Regions from separate parts of the Mus musculus genome. Here regions 1 and 2 are each linked to region 3. Evidence: chromatin contacts called from public capture Hi-C and promoter capture Hi-C data. All regions are on one chromosome and are shown on one strand. The core of a region is the stretch at or near the end of the contact, and the rest is flanking DNA. Distances in the headings are between cores, read along the strand shown.

What was found. Promoter capture Hi-C pulls out the DNA fragments that hold promoters and counts their contacts. Capture Hi-C pulls out chosen DNA fragments and counts their contacts.
Region 1: a capture Hi-C map of embryonic stem cells shows a contact between it and region 3, with 2.1 times the contacts expected there. The contact joins the promoter of Slc35f6 here to the promoter of Garem2 in region 3. A contact is called at or near these places in 1 of 39 promoter capture datasets (embryonic stem cells) and 1 of 9 other capture datasets (embryonic stem cells).
Region 2: a promoter capture Hi-C map of pre-B cells shows a contact between it and region 3, with 6 times the contacts expected there. The contact joins the promoter of Ube3c here to the promoter of Garem2 in region 3. A contact is called at or near these places in 8 of 39 promoter capture datasets (the 3T3-L1 cell line, the HPC-7 cell line, the SN4741 cell line and 4 more), 5 of 484 Hi-C or Micro-C datasets (the G1E-ER4 cell line and embryonic stem cells), 3 of 115 datasets of contacts at active chromatin or transcription factors (astrocytes, embryonic stem cells and stem cell-derived neural progenitor cells) and 1 of 9 other capture datasets (embryonic stem cells).

The regions. Positions count from the first base shown.
Region 1 is chr5:30,646,487-30,650,230 of GRCm38.p6, reverse strand. It overlaps Slc35f6 (solute carrier family 35, member F6), which reads right to left and starts at 2,292. Exons shown (of 6, transcript NM_175675.3): 1 at 2,133-2,292. The coding sequence starts at 2,209. Mir5625 (microRNA 5625) reads right to left here and starts at 2,295; the gene lies at 2,216-2,295.
Region 2 is chr5:29,567,075-29,570,537 of GRCm38.p6, reverse strand. It overlaps Ube3c (ubiquitin protein ligase E3C), which reads right to left and starts at 1,296. Exons shown (of 23, transcript NM_133907.3): 1 at 958-1,296. The coding sequence starts at 1,023.
Region 3 is chr5:30,103,762-30,107,309 of GRCm38.p6, reverse strand. It overlaps Garem2 (GRB2 associated regulator of MAPK1 subtype 2), which reads right to left and starts at 2,114. Exons shown (of 6, transcript NM_001167879.1): 1 at 1,907-2,114. The coding sequence starts at 2,018. It overlaps 3110082J24Rik (RIKEN cDNA 3110082J24 gene), which reads left to right and starts at 1,224. Exons shown (of 3, transcript NM_001256263.1): 1 at 1,224-1,303; 2 at 1,896-2,247; 3 at 3,392-3,548. The coding sequence starts at 1,951. The coding sequence ends at 3,421.

The DNA of each region.
Region 1 (3,744 bases), core at 1,043-3,542, 540 kb before region 3:
ATTCTAGGGTTGGAACACTTGGACTCAGAGGGAAGTCATCACTTGGGAACTGAGCTGCACATGACTAAACCTTTCTGTGCCTCAGTTTCCCATCTAGGAATGATGAACCCATCTATCTACTTTCCTCCCCCAGATCAAGTGAAAGAATGCCAAGGTAGATGGCCTGTAACTTGGTAGGCCTGGGTGCTGTGCACTGGCTGCCCTGGCTGTACCTAGAGGAAACCACTGGCCAGCAATGCCAATACCATCCTGGTAAGGTGGTTGCTCCCACCAACGTTCTTCCTCCCAGAGTGTCTTTCTCACTGTTTACTCCAGAACAATGTTTACAGTCCAGCTCTGGGCCCCATCTCAGGACTTGGGGCTGAGGCTCCTGAGAGGCCACACAAAAGGTGATGGGCTAAGGACAGGATCAAAGGTTAAGACACTTCGGAGTCCTCCTGACTCTCCAGCAGCCTCAAAGGGTGGGGCTTCCTGGGACCGAGGCTTCCTTGGCTTCTTACCTAACCGGTTTGGAGGTTTTCAAAGGAAGGGCTGAGTCAGCATGGTTTATCTAAGCAGTAAATGACCATTTGGATTCTTCCTGGGGACAGCAGCCTGGACAGACATTAGCCACTCTCAACATTAGGAGCAGTCCTTGTTTAGTGTGAGAATCTCATTGAAAGACACCCAGAGAAAAGCCCAAGAACTGCATAGGTCCTATTCTGGGTTGCATAGATTGTGTCCTCCTTTAGGGGAAGGGAGGGGGCACATGTGCACACATGTGTCTCTTCCACAGGGACTTTCTCTCGGCCACTTCTTCTCTCTCACACTGCAGGTACCTTACAGTCACCCTGATGAGTGCCCATGTCTTTTCTGGGCACTTCACAGCGTTGACAGACTTTGTTGTTAGATCCAAGAATCCTGAGAAGTAAATATGAAATGGCTACACGAGGCTCACAGCCAGCTTCTCAATGCACAGAGGCCCAGGAAAGCCAGAGCACAAGCCTGGAGGCCTTTCACTGGGAGCCGCCACACCAACTTTCTTTCCTAGCCAGGCCCAGTAAGAAACTGAGGCTAGACTTGGAGAGGGGCATTGTTCGCTGCTGCCCACACGCACACTGGACAAAGGACAGATGATGCACACTGAGGATTTTGGATGCAAATAGATAAAGAAAGGCCTTGCCCTGAGGCAGAGGCAGAGGCAGAGGCAGATAAACTGACAAACAACTGTCAAGTTAAAGCTAGGCCTTTCTGCCAACAATGGAGGAGACCACATTAACTTTCTCAGCTTTGTGATGCCTGGGCCTTAGCTCCCAACCAGCTGAAGACCTTTACTCCCACACACCAGAGTGCAAGTACCCAGCTACCATTCTGGTTTCGGTTAAGGAGCCTTTTCTCCAGATAGACACTTTCTTTTGATCCTCTGGGTCAGTCAGCCTTGTGGCTTCATTTTGGTTTGTATCACCTGCCTCTCTTGATGGCACCTGCTAGGTGTTCTCACTGTAAGCAGAGCCAGAGTGGTTCCCAGCCTCACATAAACCTCTGCGTTTATCACACTGATTCTTTTTTCAGTTCTCCCACGTTCAACGACGTGGTGTGCCCTCTGATTATGGAGGGAAAAAGTCCAGCTGGGCATTTGATGCTGTGAACAAGCAACTTGGAGCTGGCCTTTCTCTTTCCTGCCTCCAAACCTCTGCCACCCACATAAGAGCCCCAACTAAGCATCAAGATGTTGTCTATTCCCTTTCTTTCCCCATGAATGACCCTATGGCCACCTCCTCCTGGCTTGCCCATCCCTTCAGCTCGGCCTCTCCAAGAGCACCGGTGCTTCCCAGGCAGGCCCCCAGCCTCCTGCTGGAAGTCTCTCAGTCTCTGACCGCAGCGCCAGAGCGCCGCCGGGAGAAACTGATCCAACCCTTCGGTTCAAAGATGAGGAACTGAGGCTCAGAGATAGAAGTGACCGCGAATCAAAGTGGCCTTCAAATGCCCGCTTTCTCCCGGCCTCTCACCCCTTCGTCCACACCAGCGCGACTGAACTCTCGGTAATGTGGAGGGCTGGTGGGGTTGGAGAGTAGCGGACGGGTGGGGGACAGGGCGCCGGGTGTCAGCACCCACCGGCCCAGCAGGTCCCTCCCGGTCTGACCCAGACTCACTTTGCCGAAAGCGTGTTGATGGAGCCGGTGACCAGCATAAGCCCGGCCAGGAACAACTGGTACTTAGTCCAGGCCATAGTGGTGGACACGAGAGACCACTTGAATCAGCAGCTCCAACCCGGGTCACCCGGGATGTGGAGTCTCCTACTCAAGAACTTCCGGGCCGGGAGTCACATGACCCCACTGGCCCACGCCCCACGCCCGCTAGCCCCGCCCCGGAGCTGCCACCGGTCTTTGGTAGGAGAGCTGGAGAAGCAGAGTGCAGGGTCCCGGGCCAAGGCTACCAGATTTTCTTTTCTTTTCCATTGCTCGGCTTCCTTTTCTTTTTGTAGTGCTAGTGTCTCATGCATGCTGAGCGAGCCCTGTACTTCTGCAGCGTACGCTCCCAGCCTCTTGGCCTCCCGGTTTGTAAAATGGGCGCTCGGGGTCATGTAGAGATGCTTAGGCAATCTTAGAGCATTTTATAAACAATTTTGAGAGGTTGAGACTGGCAGTTGGTAATAGTTACAGCGTGGGAATCTCTTTTCTCCAGGATCTCCAGAGAACTGGAGTCCTGAGAGAAATGTCCCTAGGGATCCCAGCCCGTTGAATTGCTCACATCTTTCAGTAAAGGGAGCATTTGAGTTGAGTTGTAGCTTCCAGTAGGGTGTTTAACAGCTAAAACACAAACTGGGTGTGCATTCCTAGCACTTGAAAAATGAAGGCCAGTTTCCACTATATAAGGAGTCTGAGGCCAGACTGAGTAACTAAGTAAACAAATAATTAAAATAAAATGAAAAATGAAACCACAGAAGCCAAGGATTAAGGTTATGCTTATGAGTAGCAGTGGTGTGTGTGTGTGTGTGTGTGTGTGTGTGTGTATGAGTGTATTATATATATGTGTGTGTTGGGGGTGTGGACTTGAAGATAAAACACCATGGCTTTTGTATAGTTCCTGCATTAAGCTTCCCCACGTACCCCTGAGGACCCCTATAAATATTGTTTAGAAGCATCCCTACAGAAAGACCAGACCTCGGTTTGTGTGTAGAGGACTTCTAGCATTTAATTAATTAGTTTTTGAGACAGGATCTTGTTATATAAGCCAGACTGTCTTCCAGCTCACTGTGTACTCCAAGATGGACTCCAGTTCATGACTGGCTGTCAGTTTGTTAAAAAATAAATTTATTTATTTGTGTGTTATTGGAGGGCACTTTCAAGGCATATGTGGTACATGTGGAGGTCAGGGAACAACCTAGGGGAGTGGGTTCTCAGCTGCCAGCTGCCTACCTTCCTGTTCCATGTGATTGGCAGCTCATGCCCTACCACAGGTAAAAACAAAAACCCCCAAACACGCTTGATGGCCATTTGACCCACCATACATAGTCCCTCTGTTTCTGAAGATCCTATTACTGCAGGTATGAAAAAAAGGGTGTTTTGACCACTTCTTCCTGGTTGCCTTGAACTTGTAAACATGTATAGTATACACTCAAGGGACTGTAACATCTGTTTTGGGAGATGAGGTAGAGAATGTATTATAAGTAGGGTCTTGAACAAAAATATAGGAGGCTATCGTACAGACAGGGAAACATCTTTCATGTAAGAAGGGTTATGTGTTGGATAGCTCTTGGACCTA
Region 2 (3,463 bases), core at 47-2,546, 540 kb after region 3:
TGGGGGAAAAAAAAAGACAAAAAATTTTACATTAAAGGGCTAGGGAGATGGCTAAGCAGTTAAGGTCACTTATTGCTTTTACTGAGGGTCTGGGTTTTCTTCCTACTACCCACATGTCAACTCACAAGTGTCCTTAACTCCAGTTCCAGGAGATCGGAAGCCCTCTTCTGACCTCTGCGGGAACTAAGCAAGCCTGTGGTGCACATTACATACATGCAGGCAAACACTCATATGTATAAATTTTTAAAATAAAGCTTTAAAATTTCGCCTAATGGGAAAAAAAAATCCTTTTAACAACTCTAGGGATCCTGTCTGGATTCCGGGCTCGGCCTAGAGCATCACGGCCGATTGCCTTCATCCTTCAGACAGCCCCAAAAAGCCGACCAGTGTCAAAACCATCACCAAGCAAAGGTCCAAAAGCGACCGGGGCCTCAGGCCTCAGGCAGGCAAAACTCTGTATTGCTCCGAGTGGGGCAAGCTAAAGCGCGATGCAGATTACAAAGACCTTGTCCTACCTGCCCCCTCCCACTTCACAGGCACGAGGGACTCTTCCCTAAGCTGTTCTTGAGGGCAAGGCACTCACTCCAAGCTTTGTGAGGAGCGGGTATGTCAAGTTTATAGCTTGTAAAGAGTTCTTAAAGGGCGGAATGGGGGCGGGGGCACCTGCCTCGCCCTGCTGGACAGCTAACTGTGTAACGCCCCCAGCCAGACTGCCAGTGCACGTGCTTCCAGGTCAAAACTGCGGCCCTTGGGCAGGCGGCCGCGAGGTCGCAATGAATGACCCAGCCGCTCAGTCCGCGGCTCGACAGCGCTCCTCTGGAGCCTCCTCACAAACCTGTCAGGACTGCACCGCAGCCGCACCCGGCTGGAGCTCGCTCCACACCTTACAGCGGAGCAGCGCCGCCTGGGTGCTGTCAGACCCGGGTTCGGTTAACACCTCGGGCCGCACCGCCTCACCTTCCTGCTCGCGCCACCGAGAGACACTTTGGGCCTTGTCTTGAAGTCGCCTTCGAAGCTGAACATCTTCGCCGCTTATCCCATCTGCGCGGCCCGGCAGGCAGCGGAGCGGCCGGGGGCGGGCCCGGCGGGCTGGGCGGGGCCCGGCAGGGTCGCGGCCTCGCTGTCCCGCGCCGCCCCCCCCGAGGCTCAGCGCTCTCCGCCCTGCACGCGGGCGCGAGCGCGGCGACGCTGGAGGCCGGCCTGTCCCCGCTGCTTATTTATCCACAGCGCGCCACCGTCAAGCGAGGGACGCCCCGACTCGCGCCTGCACCGCGCTGCCGTAGGTACCAAGATGGTGACCGCCCGCACTGCGCGCGCGGTCCCGTGAACGTGCGCGGTCATCGACGGCGCGGCGCTCCTCCCGGCAGCCCCCGCGAGCGCGGGCACCGACGCCAGGGCCGCCATCGATAATACGGTGCTCCTCCCGGCAGCCCTTGGACTTGCCTGCGTGCGCGGCTCCGCGGGTGCAACATCCTTCCGCGCGTGCGTCATGCCACCAGACGATTTCCGCCGCCCGCCGCCCATTGACGCCGACCGGGTCGCGCGCACTGCTGGAGACCGGAAGCCCTGCATAAGAGGCCGCTTTCACCCTCCAGCTAGATGTGGGGGAACAGGTTACTAATGCAGAGACTCTACACCATGACAGACAGAGACGAATAATATATGTTATACGAACAAAGGTATTCGTGAACACACACCATACAAATACACAAATGCACACCAACAAATGAAAGTTATATTCATATATATATTCACATATTCATATATATATATATAAATGCATGCCAAATGTATAAATGCATCATAAATACATAATGCACAAATATACCCTATCATATATCTATACACTTATGCATGTTTAATATATGTATGTACATGTATAAAAACGTGCTATTACATATACATAAGCACAAACATAAATATACACAAAGTAATGTAAATGAATCGATGTCATATACAACATATATACATACACATATGTCATACAAACCAACATAAATATATATCATGTATGCATGCATATATACACATATACATATGCATAAAACAGTATGCATATACATAGAGTTTAACACAAATACATGCCATGGCATGCATAAAAAAAATATATATTATGCATATATGTCATGTACATGCACAGTATTATATAGTATATGCTCTGTGTACATACATATATGTTATGTATATTGTGTATACACAAGTATATATACAGATACATAAATATATCACATACACATGCATTACCATGTGCACATGATAGAAGACATCTTGTTTTGCTTTGTTTTTGTTTCTTCTTCAAAAGATTTATTTATATGTATGAATATTTGACCTGCATGTATATTACGTGTCTGTGAATTATGTGTGTGTGCTTGGTACAAGACAGTGCATTGGATCTCTTGGAACTGGAATTGCCATGTAGGATCTGGAACTGAAACCAGTTCTTCTGCAACAAGTGCTCTTAACTTATGAGCCATGTCTCCAGCACAGTTTAATTTTTTGTTTTTGAAATAAGGTCTCACTGTATAGCCCTAGCTGGCCTGGACCTCACAGTGATCCTCTATCCACTGCCTGTTAGTGTTAGGATTAAAGATCTGTACCACCATACAAGCCAGTCCTCTTTTTAATTAAAAAAATGTACATTTTAGTTTACTTAGTGTTTATGGGGTAGGGTGCATGCCATGATGTGCATGTGGAGGTCAGAGTACAACTTGTCTCTCTTTCCACTATATGGGTACCAGGAATCAAACTCAGGTCATAAGACTTGGTAGCAAGCAACTGGTACTTTTCATCTGTTCTATCATTTTACCAGTTCTCTCTCTCTCTCTCTCTCTCTCTCTCTCTCTCTCTGTCTCTCTCTCTCTCTCTCTCTCACTGGCTCTGTGTGTGTGTGTGTGTGTGTGTGTGTGTGTGTATGTACACATATTTGAATGTCAGAGGATAATTTATAAGAGTCTGTTCTCCACTACCAAGTGTATTCAAGAGTGTGAGTTCAGTCGTCAGGCTTGATGGGAAGCACATTTACTGCTGAATCATCTTGCCAACCTCAAGTTTAGTGCTGTATTGGCAACAGTGACAAGAGCCCCAATATTTTTGTAATTGTTTGAATAAATATGTAATGACTAAAAGGCCGGGGGAAGAGGTAGATCAAAATCCTATAGATACAGATTCCTACTTAACAGATGGTGTGACATTACTACACACTAAGGAAGCCATGGAGACAGAGCTCTCATTCTATTGAGAATTCAGAATGAATGCAGAACTACCTGCAACATGCCTTGGCAGTTTCTCTAATAAAGATTTTTTTGTTTTGTTTTTTGTTTTTTGTTTTTGTTTTGTTTTTCAAGACAGGGTTTCTCTGTATAGCCCTGGCTGTCCTGAACTCACTTTGTAGACCAGGCTGGCCTTGAACTCAGAAACCTGCCTGCCTGTGCCTCCCGAGCGCTGGGGTTAAAGGCATGTGCCA
Region 3 (3,548 bases), core at 865-3,364:
ACTGATGGGGCGTATCCTGGATGCAGCTGGTGGGCACAGTGGGGGTGGGGATGTCTCCTTCCCAGCCCCCTCACGTGCACACGCGCGTGTGGGCATACACACACACACACACACACACACACATCTTACAATTTTTCTACCAGCCCAATGAATGGGAAATGGTTTACTCTAACAGCGGGGGACTTCATAAAGCATGTCTATGTGGGGTGAACAATGGGTGGGGTATGCAGGGCTTTCAGGGGAAGATCTCCCATTCTGGGTGTGAGGATGTATGTGCACTAAAGTGCAAATATGCACAGGGGAGGTTTGTTGTTTCTCCTCCAGCTCTACAAGCTCTCCTTGGAGCTAATCTAACAAGCCCCACCCCCCACTCCTCCACAGAGACACAGGCCAAAGCCACACAGGTATACACACCAATAGCCAGGGGTCACCCTCAGCAATAGTTCAGCTGCACCCAACAAGACAAATGCTTGTCATCCAAACAGCACAACTCAGTCTCAAGATCCTACCAGGGGACCCCTCCTGAATGCATACCAACGAGAGGACTTCCAAGGACACACAATTTCAAGCATACATTTTTATTCTAATGGTTACGACAGTAATAACCACACTGTCACAGACAGCTAGGCCATCCCACACTATTGCTCATTCATTCATTCACTTAATGAATGAATGTCCATACTCCTTGGCCCTCCCCAAAAGCCAGCAGCCCTGTGGAATGGGGCGCACAGGTGTCAGGGAAGCACAGAGAAGTCCTAGCCATAAAGAAGCGCTCAGAAAAGAACTCAAAGAAAAGGGTGTCAAAGAGATGCGTGGGAAGTGAGCAGGAAGAACCTAGGGCAGAATTTCCTATTCACAAGCAGACACAGTCCAGCTGCAAGCGCAGTCCTGGGATCTCACGCTGAGCAGTGAGTGAGGTCCCACCAGAGTTAGACTGCCAGGTATTCCACCTAAAGGACCGGGACACACTGAAGTCCCACTGAGCCTGCTTCGGCCCGCCTGGTGCTCACTGTGCCCAGTTCTTGCTGTTGCGGGTCTGAGGAGGGGCTGCCAGTCCAAGAACAGCACAGGAGTCCCATTAGCATTCAGGGAAGCGAGTGTGCCAACGCGGGCCAAACCCCTATTCTTCTCACACACAAAACCCCCAGCCTGGCTGCCAGCCCCGGCTCCCGCCCCTCCCCCAACCAAACAGCTCCCCTTTCCCCCAACACTACAGTCCTCTTGCTCTGTGCAGCCTTCAGGCTCTCCTATATTCGGTCCCATCATCGGAACACCCGCACCTGCTGGCGAAATAGGACGAGAGGTGGGGGAGGGCCGGGGGTCCTCTGCTGAGATAGGGAAGGGTGTGTGTGTGTGGGAGGGGGGTGCCTGGTGGCCGGCCCGCTCACTCAGGCCTCTCCGGAGGATAGTCTGCCCGTTGCCAAAAGACCTCAGGATGTCAAAGGACGGTTCAGGAAAGGTCCCAAAAAGGGACTAGCGGGGATGGTAGGGAAAGACCTATCGTGGTCCAAGAGATGCGGTACGATGAAGGTGAGAGGCTGGAAGACAAAGGGATCAAGGGGGTGCGGCCTGGGCAGGGGCCGATAGGCGCCGGGAAAGCGGGGTGCACCGACAGAGCGGCCCACAGACTCAGCATCGCTACTGGCTCCAGGGGGACTGAAAACTTTGTTGCAACCCTGCGGCCAGTTACTAACCCTGTGGGGGGTCGGAGGGGCCCAGAAGCGGCTCCCAGACTTGGGGGCTCCGGTTGTGCCAGGAGCAGCCCCAGAAGACAAGCAAAGCCCCCCATCAACGGGGACAGGGAGGGTAGTGACTGAATGCGCCTGTAAGTCCTGCCAGCTCCAACAGAGCGAAGCCCCGACTTTTCGCATCCTCCGCCTCCGTCTCCCCTCTAGACACCGGGTACCTGGTCCGAGGCAGGCGAGCGTGGGCAGGCGGCAGCGGCTGACGATGAGGTCCAGCGGGAAAGCGCCCATGCTCCAGCGCAGCCCGGCCAGCCCGGCCGCCAGCTTCTCCATGGCATGGGCGCTCCCCGGGGTTCGCCGTCCCGGGACCCCGACGGCCAGTCCCGCGCAGCTCGGGCTGCGCGCCCACCACCTCCTCCTGGGCCGAAGCGGCGCTCCCCGCCTGGCAGCCCAGCTGAGCCTCGGGAGTCACGTGGCCAGCCTCCTTCCACGGGGCATCAGCCCCCACCCCCATCCCCGCCCCGCGCCCCGCCCGCCGGGCCCGCACCCCCGGAGCGCCCAGGTGACAGGGTGCTCGGGGTGGAGATGGTTAGGGAAAAGAGAACAGGTCCGATGGGACTCTGGCCGGGTGGGTGTCCGAGGTTTTCCCCTCGTGCCAAGGCCTCGCGGAGTCCGGACTCAGGATTGCTGCGTTGCTCACATCCGCTACTCCAAGCTCAGCGGCGGGGATGCTCAGACTGGGGAGGAGCAAAGAGGGCAGGCGGCACTTGGAGTTTGAATCTAAGTAGTGTTGGAATCCTGTAAGAGCACTTTCCGAAACCCCGCTCCACCCCCCCCACGCCCTCCCCCTCCCCCCAATCTGCTCTGTAGATGGGAAAACAGATTCAAACCTGAACGATTGGGGTCAGTGGCAGCACTCTTTTTTTTTTTTTTTTTTTTTTTTTTAAACCGTCTCTTTCTTTTCTGTTCTTTCTACCAACTTTCATATCCCCTCCTGTCTGAAGCTCTCGAGTTCTTAGAGGAGAAGCCTTTCCCAGAAACTTTGCTGGCCTTGCTCTCGCACCCATCTGGAGGCTCACTTCGCTTCAGTGTGTCTGCGGCGCCCTCTGCAGGTGCAGGCCGGTCGTGGCTGAGTGCTCTTCAAGAAGGACCTTGGTCCCTAGTCTGGTCCTTAAAAGTATGGACTCTATTCAGTCTTGGCCTCCATGCCCTCAGGAGACTTCAACACGTGTACACACAAACCCTTTCATCTGATGCGCCTGAACCCGTCTTTTTGTATGTAGTCTAGGTTGGTCTTCCCACCCTCCTGCCTTAACCTCCTGGAGTACTACAGGCCAGGCATTACAGCCTTGAGCCATGGCGCCAAGAGCGTTTTTTCCCTTTTCTTTTTCCATACTCAGGGCCTGCCACGTGTGCTCCTCCAGCCCTTCTCTTGTTTTCGGTTTTCAGACAAGGCTCAAGAAGCTGCCCGGGCTGACCTTGAACTTCTTTCTAGCATAGCCACATCATTGAATTTCCCTTCCTTCTGCCTCAGTACCCCAAGCAGTATTTAATGGGCGTGGGGGCAGATGAAGGATGGAGCCGTGAAAGAGATGAGTGAATGAAAGTTCACTTTCCCACCTGGTAGGGAAGAGGGTCTCTCTTGAATAGTGTGACCACATGTTGTGTAATAGTTTCCTCTGAAGTTGAAACATTTTATCCTGCAGGCAAGCTTCTTAAGAAAGAAGATAAACTAAAGGAGCCTCAGGAAGTCCCTGAAACTCATCAGATTCTTTAGGACCAGCTCCAAAGCCATGCAACAAAGAAGACTCTGAGACCAGATCAGCAAGACCTGGAAGAAGCAGAAGCCTACCGAGCTACCTT